Linked DNA regions of Sus scrofa: regions 1 and 3 are each linked to region 2. Evidence: chromatin contacts called from public HiChIP or PLAC-seq and promoter capture Hi-C data. All regions are on one chromosome and are shown on one strand. Each heading gives the region's core, a stretch centred on a gene start, on an enhancer-like site or on the middle of the called end of the contact. The rest is flanking DNA. Distances are from core to core; before and after follow the strand shown.

The links. Promoter capture Hi-C pulls out the DNA fragments that hold promoters and counts their contacts. HiChIP or PLAC-seq counts read pairs in DNA pulled down with a chosen protein or histone mark.
Region 1: a promoter capture Hi-C map of liver shows a contact between it and region 2, with 5 times the contacts expected there. The contact joins the promoter of IDNK here to the promoter of GKAP1 in region 2. A contact is called at or near these places in 2 of 5 promoter capture datasets (fetal liver and liver) and 1 of 47 Hi-C or Micro-C datasets (skeletal muscle).
Region 3: a contact with region 2 is called in an H3K27ac HiChIP or PLAC-seq map of alveolar macrophages. The contact joins the promoter of UBQLN1 here to the promoter of GKAP1 in region 2. A contact is called at or near these places in 1 of 5 promoter capture datasets (liver), 12 of 47 Hi-C or Micro-C datasets (alveolar macrophages, blood, embryonic fibroblasts and 6 more) and 2 of 2 datasets of contacts at active chromatin or transcription factors (alveolar macrophages and skeletal muscle).

What each region holds. Positions count from the first base shown.
Region 1 is chr10:31,339,637-31,342,336 of Sscrofa11.1, forward strand. It overlaps IDNK (probable gluconokinase), which reads right to left and starts at 1,389. Exons shown (of 5, transcript XM_005668037.3): 1 at 1,372-1,389. FRMD3 (FERM domain-containing protein 3) reads left to right here and starts at 1,464. Exons shown (of 18, transcript XM_021064663.1): 1 at 1,464-1,534; 2 at 2,180-2,321.
Region 2 is chr10:31,140,377-31,143,076 of Sscrofa11.1, forward strand. GKAP1 (G kinase-anchoring protein 1) reads left to right here and starts at 1,423. Exons shown (of 12, transcript XM_005668028.2): 1 at 1,423-1,670. It overlaps LOC102159026 (a long non-coding RNA gene), which reads right to left and starts at 163. Exons shown (of 4, transcript XR_002336307.1): 1 at 1-163.
Region 3 is chr10:31,274,612-31,277,311 of Sscrofa11.1, forward strand. UBQLN1 (ubiquilin-1) reads left to right here and starts at 1,305. Exons shown (of 12, transcript XM_021064658.1): 1 at 1,305-1,562; 2 at 1,828-2,447. The coding sequence starts at 2,268. It overlaps LOC110255669 (a long non-coding RNA gene), which reads right to left and starts at 1,935. Exons shown (of 2, transcript XR_002336308.1): 1 at 1,803-1,935; 2 at 1-1,079.

The DNA.
Region 1 (2,700 bases), core at 139-2,638, 200 kb after region 2:
TACCCCCAGCCTGGGAACTTACATATGCCACAGGTGCTGCCTTAAAAAGCTAAAAAAGGAGATCCTGTCATGGCTCAATGGTTAACGAATCTTACTAGGAACCATGAGGTTTCGGGTTCGATCCCTGGCCTTGCTCAGTGAGGATCTGGCATTGCCGTGAGCTGTGGTGTAGGTTGCAGACGCGGCTCAGATCCCAGGCTGCTGTGGCTCTGGCGAAGGCCGGCAGCTACAGCTCCAATTAGACTCTTAGCCTGGGAACCTCCACAAGCTGGCAGGAGTGGCCCTAGAAAAGGCAAAAAGACCAAAAAAAAAAAAAAAAAAAAAAAGCCACAATAATTTTGTAAAGTTAAACTAACCTACCTGGAGCAAGGGTCTTTAATACACACCTGACCACAAGAGCAGTTCCTGATTCAGAAAATTCTAGAAGGGTACTGTATGCCTTTAAAGTTTGTGATGTTTTAGTTGTTTTTTTGCTCTTTGGTGGAATGCCGCCGTAGCCTCTTCTGATAAAGGGCAATGTTAGACTTTGGTCTAATCAGGAAGCCAAAGACTTCCTCAGCCCCCAAGGTGGCCAGACTAGGCTGGGCAGAGGCTCTGTGGTGTGCAGTGATACTCCTTCCCCGCAAACCTTTAGGGGTCACTCTTCATAATAATACTGAGTCCTTCCAGTGGAAGGGGGAACACAATAGATCAGAGGGTTAAATTCACTTTCCAAAATCTAATCAGAAAATTCCAGGGACCGGGTGGGGGTAGCTGGCACTCCGTCCAGCCTGACAAAGACGAGATTTGCCCCTGCTCTTTGCGCCTTGCTCCCTTCCACGCTCTTCTGACAAAAGGCTCCCCAACATAGGCACTGTGACAGCCCAAGCAGCTCCAGGTGGCGAGTGGAACCCGTTACTCCATGTGAGCCCTGGCAGGCGCCTCTTCACAAGACGCTTTCGCTAGAGCCCCTTTCTTAACAGAGAACCCTTCAGGCCAGGCGCTCGGGGGTGAGCAGGTGTCCCAGGTCTCTACTTCCTCATCGGCAAAGGAAAAGAGGAGACTCCCTCAGGTCCTCCAGTCCCCGTGGGCCCGGAAGGGCCTCTGCAGGCGCGGAAGAGCCTTTGCCGCCCCGCACCGCCTCCTCACTGCGCCATCTGCGCCCCCACCCCTCCAAGACCTACTTCCCAGAGCCGCTCACTCCCATCACCAGCAGCACATTTGGCGCAGCCATTCCTTCCTGCTTGGCTCCTCCCCGCCGCCTTCCGGGGCGGGTACGCCACGCCTTCCTAGCCCGGGGGCGGAGCCTCACGCCCCTCCCCTCTAGACCCCGCCCCAACAGCGCCCCGCTGCCCCACCCTCCCTTCCCTCCCCAGCCTCCCCACCTCTCACCTCCTTCGGACCCGCGAGACGTGCCCCTCCTCCCGCGCCCCTGCCCCGAGGAGACCCACCCCGCGCTGAGACCCCGCCCCCAGGCGCTCCGCCCCCCCCGCCGCGACCGCGGAGAGGCGCACCCGCGGCGCTGCTCCCCCTTGCAGTCTCTCCACGGCCGCGGGTAAGTGGTACCGGCGCTAGGTGCCGGGAGCTGGCCGCAAACCCCTCGGCTCGCGGGCCTCTTCTCCTGTACCCCACTCCGCTGCAGGGGAGCGTCGCCCTTTCCCAACGGATGCTGCTGTTTCTTCTCCACCAACAGAAAGAGCTTTTATTTACTATTTTAAAATAATATTGTAAAAAGAATAAGCAGAAAATGAATCCACACCTTTCCTCACTATGCGGCGACAAAGCATCTGTTCCCCAAATGATCTCCTTCTGTATAGATAGATAGGTATGAATACTTTATGAAATTGGGGTCATGCTTGTATACAGTGTTTCGTAACCTGGCGTTTTGTCACAATATACAAGGCAGACTTTTTTTGGTGTCAAATATAGACTGGACCGTAGTGACACATGTGATGGCTCTGTTATTTAATCTGCTCTCCTCAGGTAAATTACTTAAGAGGAAGAAATACCCCTTTAAAGGGCCCATTTGCTTTAAAACAGTGTGTTAACTATGTACCTTTTAAAAGTACTTGGTTAAAAGCACTTCTACCGACTTTCTGTCCAACATCCTCTGTTACCCAAGTTTATATTGCTCTGTGTCCTTGAAAATAATAAAGCTGACATAAAAGCATTTATCTAATGTGCTTTTTTTCTTACTTAGCACAAATGAGTGACACCTCAGTGTTCCTGGATGGGGATTATACAGATGAAGAAATTGAAACCTAGAGGGACAAGGTGACTTGCCTAAGATCTTGTGGCCAGTGAACATTTCCTGAACAGCCACCATCCGCAGGGCTCCAAAGGTGAATTCTGTTACCCTCCAGTTGCTCCCAGGCGGGTAGGGAGATAGAGGTGTAAGCATTGCTGTAACTTGTGCTCTGCTTTACCAGCTCCTGGGGGGGGTGGGGGGTGGGGTGGAAGAACACTTCCCGTTTCTTTCAAAGTTCAAGTCGGAATAGTTAGCAGAGGAGTTCCCTTCGTGGCTCAGTGGAAAGGAACCTGACTAGCATCCATGAGGACGCAGGTTTGATCCCTGGTCTCATTCAGTGGGTTAAGGATCCAGCGTTGCTGTGAGGTGTGGTGTAGGTCGCTGACTCGGCTTGGATCTGGCTTGCTGTGGCTGTGATGTAGGCCAGCCACTGTAGTTCTGATTCGACCCCCGAGCCTGGGAACCTCCACATG
Region 2 (2,700 bases), core at 173-2,672:
ACCTTCAAACTTTTAAAGGTGAAAACAAAGTACTGAATTCAACACAAATTCTTCCACTTGGCCTCCCTCCGTGTCTGCCACTTCTTAATATGCCCTAGAATCTTACCATTTGCTTTTCCTGAACATCACTTTCATTGATTTACCTTCCTAATATATGCGTGTGTGTTTTTAGGGCCACACCCACGAGCACATAGAGGTTCCCAGACTAGGGGTCGAATCGGAGCTGTAGCCGCCAGCCTACATCACAGCCACAGTGATGCAGGATCCGAGCTGCGTCTGAGACCTACACCACAGCTCACGGCACCGCTGGATCCTTAACTCACTGAGCGAGGCCAGAGATCGAACACACGTCCTTACGGATACTAGTCCAGTTGGTTAACCGCGAGGAACTCCCATACATTTTCTCATGGTCTCTTTTCTTGCTGTAAAACCATCCTCATCCCCTTCAAGGTCAATCCCCAGGGCAGCCTCCTTGCTGCCTTTCTTTCCTAATCCGCTAGACCGGTCTGAGCAGTTCAGTAATCTTCTGCAGTACTCCCTGTATTTTTCACGTGGTACCTATCCTGGCTTTTCTCTCATTATACGTGTTTTATTCCTTACTCTGAAGACAAGGACAGCATCTTCAACTCCTCTCTGTAACCCTGCAGTGTCTCACCTATGGGGGCGCCTACTAAAAGTTGAATCAAAGTGATTTGGGGAGATAATGTGATGTAACCGTAAGCAGCACAGAATTTGAAGTCAAGACAGCTGGGTTCCAGCTCTGCCATTTATTAGCTGCGAGGCTTTGAGTAAGTCACTCAGCTAGGCTTGTAAAGTGAGAGTCCTACTACCTGATGGAACACCAAGGGAGATAACGTGAAAGTGTAACTCTACAGAAAACTGAGCAATATTCGTTATTTTCCTTATAGAGATCTGATGCAGTCTTTCTATTCAAACCTTGATCTGGAGGACCATCCTTACTTCACTAACAGGGGGTCGAGCCCCGAGTGGCCCCCACATTCCACCGACCCTTCTCTACCCCAGGGGCTCTCTAACTGCTCTCCGCGATGCAGGTGAAGCCGCCGAACTGCTGGTGAACGGCCTGGAGTCCTATTCTCTCGGGAGGCCTCCCTCCTTCCATCCGCTCCGGGAAAGCCCTTCTCTTCCCGGTAACCCCTCGAAGACCGCGGCGTCGCCGCCTACGTGAGACGTTTGGACCCTGCCCGGCCCCCGTAGCTCCCCTTCTCCAGCAGGTGGTTCTGGCCCTTTCCCCCAACTCCGGGCGCTCACGTCACCGGAGAGCCTCTACCCACGCGCCAGCGCCGCAACCAACCGAGAAAATAAACAAACCCCCGCGCGCGGCGGCAGACGCGCCAGGCCCCGCCCCCGCCCCGCCCCGCGGCTCTCACGCCGCCCCCTCCGCCGGGACTTCCCTCCCGCCCTCAGCTCGCGGCCGCGCTCTCCCCGCCCCTCACCGCAGCCCGCAGCCGCGCTCCCCGCCGTGGTCCGCCCGGTCCGGCGCCACGGGGCCCGTTAGTGCCCGGCGCTCGCCCGCCGCGAGCCCATCTCTGCCCCCCGACACGTGACCCAGCCCGGTCCCAACGCCCAGTGCGGCCGCCACGGGAGTCGCGGAGCGGCGGCGGCAGGGGGAGGAGGGAGAGGAGGGCCGAACCGGCGGCTGGGGAGGCCCGGTGAGTACGCGGAGGGCGGGCCGCCTCGCTGGGTCCGCTCGGGCGCCTCTGAGGCGGTGGCGGTCGCTCAGCCGCGCCACTCTGTGCGCCCGGGGCTCAGCGGTAGGGGACTTGGCCTGGGGGGCGGCGGGCCCCGCTGGCCACAGCTGCCGGGCAGAGTGCGCGGGAGGGCCGCTCCTCGGGAAGGGCCGCGGCCGCGACGCTCGGCGGCGGGCTCAGGGACGAAGGAGAGGGACCGGCGGAGACCCCAGGCCCCGGGCCGTGCCTGCGCCTCCCGAGACCCCGCGGGGGCCGGGGTCGGGGGCGACCGCAGTGGCGGGGCCGCCGGTTGACAGGTGCCGCCGTCCCCTCCCCGTCGCGGGGAGCGGTCTTCCTCCGGGGGAGGCAGGCGCTCGGAAATTTCTGGAGCGACGACCTGACTCGCCGTTCTCTCCCTTTCAGGTTTTGAAGCCGTTTCTTTGCCCGGGTTAAGTCTTGCCCAGCCCCGTTTCTTTCTCTGTGTACTTTGCGCGAATAAGTTTTGGAGCATCGGTTAACAGCCTATGGGCGAAATTTGGCTTTCATTCATGAATGAGTGAATTTCATTCATGAATTACTTTTTGAATAAAGTGCTCCTCCTCCACGCTAGCTGTTGAAAACTAAAAAAGAAGGGTGTTGAATTTTGTTGGTTTTTTTTGCAATTATTGTTTGGAACAAGCAGTATTCCAGAATTTTTGTCATCTCTAGCACTTAGGGTGCTTGGTAGATAGCCAACAAGGATAAAAATGACTTATTAAATTTTCTCTCCACTTTCTTTTTAGAGTTTTCCATTCTTACCTTAGCCAGATTTTACAGTTGCCTACCTGCTACAGCTTTCATTAGAAGCAGTACTGAAAGAGTGTCTTTCCTCTCCTGAAAAGCCAGTGAAATTTTTTCGGCACTGTTCAGTATTGTCAGTTTCTTTATATCGTAAACATGCTTGTGACTGTAACTTGAATCACCAGTTTAATAAATTTGACTTTCAGCTATAAGAATATTAAAGAAACTTTAT
Region 3 (2,700 bases), core at 55-2,554, 130 kb after region 2:
GGTGCCAGTCACAGCCACGACCACAGCAATGCCAGATCCCTAACACGCTGAGCGAGGGCAGGGATTGAACCTCCAACCTCACGGTCCTTAGTCAGATTCGTTTCTGCTGTGCCACGACAGGACCTCCAGCTCTTATATTTGTTTCACCAATCATTTAACAAACAAAAATTGTTCAAAAGAATATGCCTCAGACACCCTGTGGCCAAATCAGATCCTAGGCCTGTTTTTGTAAGTAGTTTTACCAGGACACAGGGAGGCTTAGTTACCCATACACTGTCTGCAGTTGTTCTTTGTTACAAGCACAGAGCTGAGTATTTGAGATGGAAAATGTATGGTCCACAAAGCCCGATACAGCTACTATCTAGTCTTTCGATGGTTTCTTACAAGGTAGAGTTGTATCCAAAAAGGGCTCTAATGAATTACTTAACTACATAGTCTTACAGATAAATTCTATTACTCCATAAATTGAGCATAGTCATCAGAATTTTTGTAGAAATTGATGTAGATATAAATAATTACAGAGAAATTTTTCCTAAGTGTAGGGTTAGAGATAAATGATTGGTTTTCCAATGGCAGAACTTTCCACCTTGACAAGTAATGATTACCTCACATCCAGACACAAACAAACAGTCATCTTCTAGCAGAGAGCCTTGTGTAACTTCTTCATGCTATTATTGAACAAGCTGCCAGGAATGTAGCTGATATCAGATGATGCCTATGTTGCAATTTACACTTTGAGAGCTCCTCTTAGACCGAGATTCCAAAGGAGCTCTGCTAAAAAGTGGTCTTCATGTAAGAGTACTTATAACCAGAACAGAGTTGGATGGCTTAAGAACAGAAATACAGTACGTATCCTTGCATATTTGGATCATGGTGGGGTGTCAGAGTTTACACTTGTGCAATACTGGTTAATAAAGTTCATGTCCTGTGTTGTACATTCCTTTGCAAGTCATCTTCAAAGGCAGATGATAAGTTCATTTCAAATTTAGAATTCTTTAGAGGGAAATTAACTTACTGTTTCTTATTTGTACCCATGTTTCATTGAATATAATCTTCGAAACTTTAATGCCACTTGAAGTCTGAAATGAAGCAGTAACTTAATTTGAAAGAATATAAAATGAACACCTGAGCTTCATTAAATTGTCCCAGTTGGGTGGGCACTTCTTGGGTACTCTGCTTGTGCCACAAACATTTGGGGGGATAGTATTCAGAGAACTCCAGGATGCACTAGCAGGGTTGTCAACGCAGGAGAGGCCACTGTCAACACAGGTGGCCTGATCACCTGACCAAACGGGACTGACCCGAGGGTGGGAAGCTCTGGCCATGGAGCAGTGACTCCGCGAAACTGCGCAAGGTGGCTACAGGCATGTACTCCATTTTCCTTTTCTTAGGACGAGGATTTTTTTCCTCCATTAATTCATAATTCAACTCTCGCGCACCGGGCTATAAGAGCAAGTGTTTTAAAGCTTCCAAGTGGGTAAGAATCAAGCACATTTAAAATCAACGAAACACCTTGCGGGCATTTGTTCTAGACCCTCCTCGCAGCAGGCTACGCAAAGCAGGTACGGGAGCTAAGGGGGTGCGCACCGCCACCGGGGGGAGGGGGGGTGTAAGGTGAGGGGGTTGGGGAAACTACCTGGCCCACCAGCGCGCACGCGCATCTCCAGCCGCAGCGCCCAGTGGTCGATACCCCTTTCCAGTACTTTCGCTAGCCGTGACGTCATCCCTCTGCGCCCTTTCTGTCTCCCCGAGAACACGCGAGTTTATTTTTTGGTGAAAGGGGTAAAAAGAAATGAACTGACCTCTTCTACCCCACTTTGTTTTTAGTCCTTCATTCTGAACGCGCCTACGCTTTGAGCAATGGAGCAGGAAAGGGCAAAAAAGCCAGCCAGAGTCCCAAGCGGCGCCGGCCTGGCATGACTCGGCTACGTCTCCAGCCGCGTTACCCGGCGTGCCCCGCGCGGCGCCGGCAGAGGGACGTGGGGGGGAGGGGCGGGGAGGAGGAAGCGGCGGCGGCGGCTGCGGATGTCGCTGTGAGCGAGCGGCATCTGAACACACGGCGGCTGCCGAGCGCCCAACCCGGGCCTGCGCCGGGGTCCACGCCAAGCTTCGCGGCCCCTCGCCCGCTAGGACAGCCCTGCGCCCGTTGTCACCGAGGCAGCGTGCCCCACATTCTCCGCTGCCCAGGCCGGCCGGCTCTGGCGTCGCCTGGCTCCCCCTCGTTCGCCCGCTCCCTCCTGCGCGCCTGAGTCACCGCCGTCGCCGCCATGGCCGAGAATGGTGAAAGCGGCAGCCCTCCGAGCTCCCAGGACAGCGCCGCCGCGGCCGAAGGTGCCGGCGCCCCCGCGGCCGCTGCCTCCGCCGAGCCCAAGATCATGAAAGTCACCGTGAAGACCCCGAAGGAGAAGGAGGAGTTCGCAGTGCCGGAGAATAGCTCAGTCCAGCAGGTGAGGGCCGCCCTAGGCTCGGGGCGTAGTGGGGATGGCGGCAGGACCTCCGCCCGCCGTGGGAGGAGACGGTTTTGCAAGGGTTTGGCGGTGGTGGGGGTCGTCCCCGGAGGTGCCCTCATCCTTTCTCCCGCGTCTCATCCCAAATTCGATCACACCCAAGTTCGTGGGTTTGCTCCTGGGGGCATCGCAGGTTTGTGGCGGGGGCCGCGCGGCCTTTTTGGGGGATGAACAGATGCTGCTTCTCTCGGCT